Regions from separate parts of the Sus scrofa genome. Here region 2 is linked to region 1. Evidence: chromatin contacts called from public HiChIP or PLAC-seq data. All regions are on one chromosome and are shown on one strand. Each heading gives the region's core, a stretch centred on a gene start, on an enhancer-like site or on the middle of the called end of the contact. The rest is flanking DNA. Distances are from core to core; before and after follow the strand shown.

Region 1 (5,977 bases), core at 320-2,819:
AACCAAACCTAAGAAAATCTTCCATATAAGGATTTCAGTCTTCAGTCAACACAGTGAAAAAATGAAACCAGAGGTAAGTCCCTGCTCTTCATGTTAACCCCAGAGACAAGACAACTAAAAATGACAAGCTCTGAGGTAGGAAGATGGGGGAAAGTTTGAATAAAGAAGATATTGCAGGAGTTCCTCTTGTGGCTCAGGGTGTTAAGAACCAGCACTGCCTCTGTAAGGATGTAGGTTCGATCCTTGGCCTGGCTTAGTGGGTTAAGGATCTGGCGTTGCCCCAAGCCGGTTTAGCTCACAGGTGCAGCTCTGATCCAGTGTTGGCCAGCAGCTGCAGCTCCAATTCAATCCGTAGCCCAGGAATTTCCATACACCTCAAGTGCCAGCTGTAAAAAAAAAAAAAAAAAAAAAAATTACAGAAAGCCCTGTTGGACCTAAAATCTTGTGTACAAGTTAGATTAGTAGTTTTCTAGAAGAAGGTGTTATTTGGAGTTCCCGTCGTGGCTCAGTGGTTAACGAATCCGACTAGGAACCATGAGGTTGCAGGTTCAATCCCTGGCCTTGCTCAGTGGGTTAAGGATCCGGTGTTGCCGTGAGCTGTGGTGTAGGTCACAGACGAGGCTTGGATCCCGAGTTGCTGTGGCTCTGGTGTAGGCCAGCGGCTACAGCTCCAATTAGACCCCTAGCCTGGGAACCTCCTTATACCGCTGGAGCGGCCTTAGAAAAGGCAAAAAGACAACAACAAAAAAAAAAAGAAGAAGAAGAAGAAGGTGGTCTTTAAGGCATGGGACATAAGACAAATGTTTTAATGGGGGCAAGAAGGAGGAAAATGCCAGTGTCAGTGAGAGTGAGGCTGATTGACTTTGATGCTGACCACAAGGAGAAAGTAACTGAGATGTCCTGAAATCACTAAGAGGCTGAAAGCATGGAGTCTCCTTCCTTCCTGGTTAGGCACTGAGAAGAGTAAGGCAGTGGGGGGAGAAGTACTTTACATGCCTTGGCTTTCTAGAGGGAGATGAACAACATGGAAAAACATTCTAGTAAGGCTCTTGCTGCAAATCTTAGTGCTATGATTGCCATACAATGTTTCATTTGTTGTGATTACTCTAGTTAATTATTTATCATTGTACATTTCATAATATATTACTAAACAACTTGTAGCCTCTTTAAAAAAAAGAAATGGTTCCATGGGAATTGGATGTTTTGCTAGAGAGAGAGAGAAAAAGAAATTCGTAGGAGTTGGTCGCTTGTAGGTAGCTGCACAATGCAGCTGCAGCAGGAGAGGGTGAGGATAAGGTTATCCAGCTTTTATGCTTCCCGAGATCAGTACAATTCTTTTGTGTATTCTGACTCCTCCCACCTCGCCAAGGTTCTTGTCTTCTGTTTGCCTAATGCACTCTTCTCCACCCTGCTCTCTGCCCCCTGGGGGGCAGGGGGGGAGGGTGGGGGGGAAGCTGACCAGCAGGAATTACACATGAGGCTCATTCCTTCCAGCTGCTGGGTGGAGTCAGCCAGAGGTAAGCTGTGCGTGGGCAGGAAATTTGAAGCCACCAGAGCCTGAAGCCCGGGTCACGGCTGTGCCTTCTCGCTTCTGGTGAGGCGGCCAAGGCTGGGTGCATCCCTCAGTGTGTGGGGGGGGTCACAGCTCCTGTCCGACAGCCCCCTCTGCATAGCTCTGTGACTCCACATCCTAGTAACAGCGCCCTCTCCTGGCCCCATTTGGCTTAGGGGTGCTAACCATCCCCACTGTTCCTTGCTCTGGGGGATCACATTATCCCTTGCAGGATCCCTACACTCTGCTCAGATCTTGGTAGTCAATAATTCCTCCATCAAGCCTTTGTGTTATTCAGCTCAAGTGGTGTGCCACTGTTTACTGCCAGTGCCCTGAGAGAATGATTTTCACTTTATCGCTTTCCTGGTTAGGAGACTCAATTCTCAACCTGGTTTTTATAGAAACAAGCTAAGCATCCATGTGCAAATTGTTTCATTGATGTGGATGAGGAAACACCTGGGAGCTGGTGTGCAAAGGTTTAAAACATAACTCTGAATTGAAACTCTTCTGCTTCATTTCAGTGCATATGATGTTATTTTCTTGAAAGTGACAAGGCAGGAGAAGGATTAACATACTAAGCTCCCCATGAAGACAGGGTGGTGAACACTAAGATTTGGCATAAGAATGGCAGCAGGTAATAGCAGGCCCAGGCCAATGAGAGATTGAAACCAGTGGCTTTGGCAGAGCAAAGGCAGGAAAGAGATTTTAAGTTAACTCAGGTGCCTGGGAAGCCATGGACCGACAGATGGAGCAGTGAACAGCCATTCATATCTCTCTAGCAATGGCCTCCGTGGACTAAGCACCTGCCATGGCCCAGGCATGAAGCTTTGTGTGCCTTGGCTCATTTCGGCATCACAGGACAGAGAAAGCTGGTGTGGGGAAAGAGGCTAAGTCACTTGCCCAAGGACCCAGAGCTCAGAAATGGCAAAGCCAGGATTCCAAGCCTGGGATTTTTTTTTTTTTTCTTTTTCTTTTTTGAAGGCTGCACCTGCTGCATATGGAAATTCCTGGGCCAGGGTCAAATTGGAACTGCAGCTGAGGCCTACACCACAGCCACGGAAACACCAGATCCTTAGCCCACTGAGCGGGGACAGGGGTGGAACCTACATCCTCATGGATACTAATTGGGTTCTTAAACCTGCTGAGCCACAAGGGGAACTCCCCTAACCCAAGACTTAATCACCCTCTCCTAGGAGAGATTTAGCCTGGACTTAAGGATGCACATCCAGTGGGCATGGACCCTGGGAAGATTCAGCATGACCTCCTCTTATCTCTCAGAGATCACTGAAGCTGACTGACGTTCATGCTTAGTCCAATACCAACCGTCTGGGTATAACCCAGAATTGCTCAGAACTGGACGAGGCCCCCAACAGACTGGCCGGTCCTGGATCAGGGAGCCCACTTCCTTCACTGCCCCCCCGGCACCATGCCCATCCTGCCCAGGTGTGCATCCTCACTTCCACGTGGTCAGGGCACAGTGTCACAAGCTCTGGGAGGCAGAGACGTGGGACATAAAAAGTTATTTGTCTCCGTGGATTCTCCTCTGTGTGTGGGATTGCACTGGGAGGGAAGGCATTCCTCAAGCAGTAAACAACCCAGGCCAATTTGCACCCCGGCCACTGAGCCGTAATCTTTTCATTATGCTTTGCATATTTATAACCAAGAGTTCTTTTGCTCTGGTACAAACAAGACTGCAATCAGCCTGCCAAAGGATTCTCTTTAAACATTGGTCTTTACAGAAGAAAAAACAAAATGAGCATCACACCGAAGGCCCTTTGAATAAGTGAATTCCCGCTTCTTCTCTTCCGCTGGAGGACAGTGTGCAAAACTTGGTTCTAAGGAGAGAGGGCTTGTTTCTTTCAAACCACCCTCCCCAGATGGTCCTCAGTTTGGCGACAGCAGCCTCCCAGCTCCTTTGAAATGCTCTGCCTAGCGGGTGCCAGCCTCCTTGAGCTGCTCCCGAAGATGCCAGTTTCAGCTGTCACGTTTTATCTGCATGTCCTGAGGGCCTCCTGTGCTTTTTCTGATTCTCTTAAGTGAATAAAAATAACTTAGGAGCATGGAGAATATGACCCTATCCCAGTGTGCAAGCTTCTGCTACAGATATGTCCATGTCCGGGCCTCTTTGTTTTAAAGAAAGGATGGAACAGAAAGGGGGAACTTCCCATCCATTTCCCAGATCTTTGGGGCCGATGTAAGGCAGTGATTTAGGATGGAAGAAGTTTAGTTATGCAGAGGCCAGACACCTGTACCATGGCAGACACAAGCCCTACCTCTGTTCCACTGTGAAAAGAAGCAATTGGGGAAAAACAACTCCAATGAATGCAGGCAGATTCCTTACTCAGCTTGGTAATGAAGATCTCAGGGTCTCTGCAGCACAAGCTGATATGACCAGAGCTCAGAAATAATGGGAACCGTGTCTCCGATGGAAAAGGCATCTGGGATTTTGAACTGGACTGGAAAATCTTGAGCTCCAGGGATCTTTCTTAGGGTCAAAGAAGGCTCCTCCCATGTTGTGGAGAGGGCCTTGAGCATCCTCATGTTACACTCTAGACCCTAAAGGAAACCCCTGCTGAGCCTGCCCTGGCACTCACCACAGGGCTGCCACGGTGCCAAGCCCAGCCATGAACGTTAGGTTTCTTTCTCTGGTTCTTTTAGAGGCAGTTTCAGGGGGGAAGCAGAGTCAAAGAGTGCATTTCTGCTGCTATTCTGGCTCCTTTGCCCAGCCAGCCCTCAGTCGCCAGCATTGCTCAAACCATCGTTTAGCTGTGAATACCCGAGATTTTCTTCCTGTGCTGACCACAGTCGCCCTGGTGGTCATGCCACTTTCTGGCAGAGCCAGGCAGAGGGCCAGCCACCTCAGAGCCTCTGAGAGGAGGAGAGAGGAAGGATGCCTTCCCTTCTCATCCCAAAGGGGCTGTGGGTCCCAACCGCCTGGACACTCAGGGTAGCATCAAGCCGAACAAATTACAGGGACGAATGTAGGGATGGGGTCAGGAAAAGGGGAAGGGGTCTGTGCCTTGATCTGGGCCCGCGTTTTCAAAGGCTTCTGTTTTGTGAAGGTGTTGTAGCCCAAACCTGGCTTTCTCTTTGCGAATGAACCCACTTGTGGAAAACTCTGGAAAAAATAAAATAAAATAAATAGAAGAAAAGGAAGAAAGAGAAACAGAGAGAGGCAGAGCAAATGAGTGCTTTCCATGCTAGCTATCAAATGACCCTACAATTTCAGAGCTTTCGTCTCCCCCAAGGATTCTTTTGCAGTTTTTAGCAACATTTTGGTCCCCCCACATTGTCTCTTCAGAATGCCAGGACAGCCGTCATGGAACTCTTTGGTCTTCTCAGGGGCCTGAGGTGGAGAGAAATAATTTCAATTTCAGCCCCTGGGTAATAATTCATAGGAGTCTTTGCTTTTGTTTGGAAGCTAAGAATTCCATATGCAAAACATTAGAAAGGATTTTAGGTCCATTTATCAGTAAGGGTGGTGGAGACAGATAAAGAAAAGAGGGAAATCAAAGTTGGCCAAAGAAATATGTGAGGCAAGTGTTCCTGCGGTGGCTCAGCCGATTAAGAACCCTACCGGTATCCACGAGATGCAGGTTCAACCCCTGGCCTCACTCAGTGAGTTAAGGATCTGGTGTTGCCATGAGCTGTGGTGTAGGTTGCAGACTTGGCTCAGATCCCACGTTGCTGTGGCTGTGGCATAGGCTGGCACCTGCAGCTCAGATTTGATGCTTAGCCTGAGAACTTGTATGTGCTGCAGGTGCAGCCCTAAAATGAAAAAAAGAATAGTGTGAGGTGAGGCTCAAGAAAGGAGGGAAACTGAGGAGAGGATAGAGTGGAATATAGTGTAGGGGTGAGGATTTTGTGGGTAGCATGTACTTACCAGCATCTCTTGCCTTTGCCTCTCCCTCCCCATCCCTCCCAGCACATCAGAACTTTCCACCATCTTTCCTCCATTCCTTCGTTTACTGAAATCTTACCCACCCTTCAGAGTCTAGCTTAACCTCTGTCTTCTTCACATAGACCTTTTCTGCATCCGCAGCCTGCATTGATTCCCTTTTCTGGAAACTCTTCTTCCACTTAGGAGTCAATGTCATCCATTAAGCGCTTAGTCAGCAAATTATGTTTCTTTCAAATGTGTGTTTTGTTGGCCTCAATAAATGATAAGATTCTCAAGGACCAGGGTCCTGTCTTCCAGTGGGGTCAGACATAGAAGGATAGAGTGGAGCCACTTTGCAAACACTGGTTTGATGGATGAATGGTTCAGGACCCTGTTTCTCTGGGAACCTTATCACGCCAATGTCTGGACAAGTTTTCCATTTCTTGGCCATTTCCTTGGCCACATAGCCTGCCTCAGTACTTCTTAATGGCTTTTAGGTGTCCCCTTTCCAGCCCAGCGGGTGAGCGTGGGTTATTTCCTTGCAA
Region 2 (5,231 bases), core at 765-3,264, 140 kb before region 1:
ATGGGCTGAATTGTTCTCTCCGAAACAAGAAGTGTCTTCTGTTTGTTCACATGTACTTTTGTTTCTGTCTCAAGTGTTCTGAAGGCATCTTCATTTCTTGTTTCGTAGGAAGTCCTCTGTCACCCCAATCTCTCTACTCAGGTGAGTTAGGCTCCAAACACTATGAGTCAGCACTTCTGCCCTCTGAATTTATCTTCTTCTCAGTCACCCCACAGTGAGAACAGTGTTTTCCTCTTGGTTCTTTTTGGGAGTTAATGGCAGAACCAAGTACTTCTCCTGTACAGGACAGCACAGGCCTCAAGCATTGAGCCAAGCCCTGAAAGTCACATCCAGAATCACAAAGCAGAGGACAGACTTTACATGGGATCTCAGTGTCTTTTCAGCCACTTTTGTAGAGAAGACAGTTTTGATCCACGATAGGATGAAGGGATAAATCTGTTCAACTCTATCAGCGGCTGTACGTGGATGTGTGAACAGTGAGTTCAGACAACCGCCAAGTATGTCTTGTTACTTCTGCTCCTCTCCTAATGGTTTAGCCAAAGCAATTCACCTTTGACTTGCTTAGGACTGGCCTAGCTAAAAGGTGTTTTCAACACAAACCAACTATTATGAGCCTTGGGAATAAAAGGGTCAATTCAAGCACAGTTTATCAGGTTCTCAGGCAGTTTGGAAACTCCCTTGTGGTTGAGCATAAACTACCTATTTCCAATCTAGACTTTTGTAGGTTTTATCAGAAGTCTCACCTGATTTGGGGAGTGTGGCCAGTCCTGCACTCCCCAAATTTTGTCAGTTCTCAGATCCGAAGCCATCGTTCCTGGGATACGTTTCATGCCTTTCAGAAACCCAAAGGCAATACCAAATGTCAATTTCCTGAGATAAACATTCCTTTCCTCCAATTGTTTTCCCTGTTAGCTTAACTTGCCAATTTTCAATCAATTATCTTTCCAGTCAAGTGCATATATTTCATGTAAACTCTCTCTCCTTTGGAGACCCGGGGAAGGGCTTGCTCCCCAGCTCCCTCCGGTTCATTCCCATCCAGCATAGCTGATCTAAGTCCCCACAGACTCTGCAGATCCCTGGAGCAGGGAACACAAGGGGCCTTACAGAATGCTTGCCCTGCTAGGCACAGTCACCCTGTGCCAGTGAGTCGGGGATCTAGATACAGCTAAGATCTTTTTAAATCCATTTTAGGAGTTCCCGTTGTGGCTCAGTGGAAACAAATCTGACTAGGAACCATGAGGTTGCGGGTTCGATCCCTGGCCTTGCTCAGGGGGTTAAGGGTCTGGCGTTGCCATGAGCTGTTGTGGTGTAGGTCGCAGATGCGGCTTGGATCCTGCATTGCTGTGGCTGTGGTGTAGGCCGGCAGCTGTAGCTCTGGTTGGACCTCTAGCCTGGGAGCCTCCCATATGCCAAAGGTGTGGCCCTAAAAAAAAAGCAAGAAAAAAAATCCATTTTAGAGAAATCTGATTATTGACTGAGGCCAGATGGGGACAGAGACTAGAAACATTCATCCTCTGATTCTGCAGAGAGGGCCTCACTCTCTTTTATAGGATATTCTCACCAGTCTGCTCTTGGGTTGCTTCTTGCGAGGTATACCTTTACCAATCACTGCTCACAGGGCTGTTACTCAGGCCCAGCAGTCTCAAACTGTGCCCTGTGGTCCAGCAAATCAGCTGCACCACAAATGATTTTCAGTCCAGCCTCACATCTTACTGAATTTTCCAGCTGGATGGACAACAAGCCCCGTGAGGTTAAGGGATGGAACCCTGGGCTCCAAAGTGAGTCAGTTGCTCAGCTATGCTGTAAACTGTGGGCCCGTTCAGGCTCCCAGGACTTTTCTCTAACCAGCAGACCACAGGGTCCCTCTTCTGCAATAGGATCATCTTGTCTGCAGAGAAATGGAATTAAGCTATTAGCAAGTGGTTTCTGACTCCTGCAGAAACCCCAGCAACAATGGCCACTTCAACATAACGTTTGAAGAGGGCTGTTGGTTTTGGCAGCGCTTCACTATATTACACATTCCTGCCACTTAATTGTCCTTGCAAAGATCAACAAAGACCTTCTGAAGCAGAGCTGGAAGCTGGAGAACTCAGCCAACCAAATGTTTGTTAAAATGAGGAGGAAAAGGAGGGTGAGCTCTCTACATGCAGCTGTACTCTGAAACGACACCATTTTCTCTGCACAGTCATCCATTTCCTGAACTTCCGTATCCTGCCCCGACTGCCAAATCTGAAAGAAAGTTTAAAAATATGTTCTAATTCCTGATCTCATTATTATCAACCTGCTTCCTCTGACCTTCACAGTCATTTGGTGAGTTCAAAGCTCACACAAGGCACATTGTCCAATTTTTTTTTTATTATTCTTACTATTTTAAATACAACACAAATCACATTATTTTAACAATATGAATGAAGACAGTGAACAAATGCCTTAAATATTTCTTCCTTTCTTTCTTTTTTTTTTTTTTTAATTTTTAGGGCATACCTGTGGCTTATGACGTTCTTAGGCCAGGGGTCGAATTGGAGCCACAGCTGCTGGCCTACAACACCAGACCTGAGTCTCATGGATACTAGTTGGATTCATTACCCCTGAGCCACAGTGGGAACTCCAGATGCCTTAAATAACTTAGTGGACATCAATAAAGGACTCTCATGAGCTAAGAGCCATGCAAGACCTGGATGTGAACATGAGTCTCTCTCTCTCTCAACAAATGCAAGACAAAAAGAAAAAGAAAACACAGCTGTTGATACACATTTTTTTTCCTTCACTTTCTACGTGCAGTTTCTGGCCAGAGACCCGGGGGCAGATGGCAGTGAGATGGGGGAATCAATTTGTGCCCATAATGAGTTAATGATCTAGCAGGATGGCGAGGTCATGCCCATGTTAGAGATGGTTAATTAGAGGCAGAAAAATCACCCCATGGCTTTCCTGGGTCTTTGGGAATATTGCAAATTAAAAGCCAATTTCTGAAGGCATGTTTAGACTTTGAGTGTAAGAATGACGTCTGTTTTGGCCACACTTTATACTTCTGGAAACATGCGCATGTTTAGTATGTCCTGTGCGTTCTATCATGAGTCTTTTGCACTGGAGGGACACTATTTTATGAAAATGGGCATGTGAGAAACAGAAATGAGAACTAGGACTCCCATCTCCAACACTTAACTGAGGAAAGTTGTGAGGAGAGAAATCAAAGAGATTGGTTACGTTAAAATTATGCTTTCTCCTTTGAATTATCAGTAAACATGTGTAGAGCACTTCCAAGCCCATGGTACAGAAGAGATAACATTTTATGGGCCTCATGAGTTAATAGAAGGGAGCAAAGAGTGTCTTCAGATGCAAAGGACCTGAAAGGTGAACTAACCATTGTCTTTGCACATACTGTTCCCTTTGCCTGGAACACCACTCTTTGCCTGGCTCACTCTTACCTCCTGTGCAAGACTTAGCTTTGATGTCACCCTCTTTTTTTTTTTTTTTTTTTTTTTTTTGGTCTTCTTGCCTTTTCTAGGGCTGCTCCTGTGGCATATGGATGTTCCCAGGCTAGGGATTCATTTGGAGCTGTAGCCGCCAGCCTACGCCACAGCCACAGCAACACAGGATCCGAGCTGCGTCTGCAACCTACGCCACAGCTCACGGCAATGCCCGATCCTTAACCCCATGAGCAAGGACAGGGATCGAACCCACAACCTCATGGTTCTTAGTCGGATTCGCTAACCACTGAGCCACAATGGGAACTCCAGATGTCACCTTCTTGAAGAAGCCGGCCTTGGACTTCTCAAGTTCATACAGCTCCTCTGTGATCTCATAGCCTTTCTCAGTCTCAAAATACACACTTTATTGTATTTTGTTTGAAATTACCCTACCCAACACTTTCAGAATAAAGACAATCTTTTTTTACGTATTTACTCCTAGAGCCTAGCACATAGCTGGTGTATATTCAATATTTTAAAAAATGATAGAAAAAATTCCCTATCTCTTAAAGAGGCAGCAAGGAAAAGATTTTAACAATGGATTCGAGAGAAAGGTTGTGTTGGTTTCTTGTGGCTGCTGTAGCAAACTAGGTGGTTTAAAACAGCAGGCATTCTCTTGTGGTGCAGCAGGTTAAGAATCCAGTGCTGTCACTGCAGTGGCCCAGAAAGTTCCATGTGCCATAGGCACAGCCAGAAACAAACCAAAAAACTACAGGAATTTATTTTCTCACAATTCTGGAGCCTAGAAGTCTGAAATCAGGATCACAGGCAGAAGTCAAGGTATCAGCAGGGCTGTGCTTCCTTTTGAAGCTCTAGAGAAGAATCTGTTCCTTGCTTTTCTCAGCTTTTGGTGGTTGCCAATATTCTTTGGCTTGTGGCTGCATCACTGCCATCTTCAAGGCCAGCATCTCCAAATCTCCGTCTGCTCTGTCTTCACATTGCTTCCCCCTCCCTGTGTGTGTCAGATCTGCCCCTGCTTCTCTTGTCAGGATACATGTGATTACACTTAGGGCCCATTTAGATCATCAAGGATCACCTTCCATCTGAAGATCCTTTATCACATCTACAAAGACTTTATCATATAAAATAATATTCACAAGCTCCAGGTATCAGGATGTGGCTGTCTTTAAGGGGCCATTCTTCAGTCTACTGCAGGAGGCTTAGGAAGAACATTTTTTTCATGATGGTGAAAGAGTTAACAAGAAGTAATTTGATGAAGAATAATATGTCATAAAATGAGCAAAACCTTTGAAAATGAGGAATTTGATAAAGAGGAAATAAAAGTTATTATAAAATAGGAACCAAAATATTTAATTTGTCAATCTAGGGAAGCAGACTTCATAGCCCAATAGTTAAGAGCACAGATGCTGGGACTCAACTGCCTGATTAGAATCTGGCTCTGTCATTTACTGGCTGTGTGACCTGGGATAACTTACCTAACTTCCCTGTGCCCCAATGTCCTCATCTATAAAATGGTAATAACAATAGTACTTACTTCATAAGGGTGGGGTAAATGATTAAAAGACAATATATCTAGAGCATTTGGAAGTGTTTGCAGTTATTATTTTAAGGAAACCCGAAATCTATAAAAGGAAGTTTAAATTTAAAACAGAACAGGAGTTGTTCCCGTTGTGGCTCAGAGATAACAAACCCAACTAGAATCTGTGAGGATGTGAGATTGATCCCTGGCCTCACTCAGTGGGTTAAAGGATCCAGTATTGCCATGAACTGTAGTATAAGTTGCAGATGCGGCTCAGATCTGGC

Evidence for each region. HiChIP or PLAC-seq counts read pairs in DNA pulled down with a chosen protein or histone mark.
Region 2: a contact with region 1 is called in an H3K27ac HiChIP or PLAC-seq map of skeletal muscle. The contact joins two enhancer-like sites. A contact is called at or near these places in 1 of 47 Hi-C or Micro-C datasets (liver) and 1 of 2 datasets of contacts at active chromatin or transcription factors (skeletal muscle).

The regions. Positions count from the first base shown.
Region 1 is chr16:23,839,868-23,845,844 of Sscrofa11.1, reverse strand. LOC106506470 (a long non-coding RNA gene) reads left to right here. Exons shown (of 6, transcript XR_002339806.1): 5 at 1-73. Among named protein-coding and RNA genes, the nearest start is that of OSMR, 200 kb to the left of the region's middle. Within about 2 kb of position 1,569, at least 9 of the 83 cell types and tissues checked have an H3K27ac peak or open chromatin away from gene starts, as enhancers often do. A contact at or near this core is called in skeletal muscle, where this site is marked.
Region 2 is chr16:23,982,449-23,987,679 of Sscrofa11.1, reverse strand. The region is part of intron 3 of LOC106506470 (a long non-coding RNA gene); the gene reads left to right. Among named protein-coding and RNA genes, the nearest start is that of OSMR, 56 kb to the left of the region's middle. Within about 2 kb of position 2,014, at least 11 of the 83 cell types and tissues checked have an H3K27ac peak or open chromatin away from gene starts, as enhancers often do. A contact at or near this core is called in skeletal muscle, where this site is marked.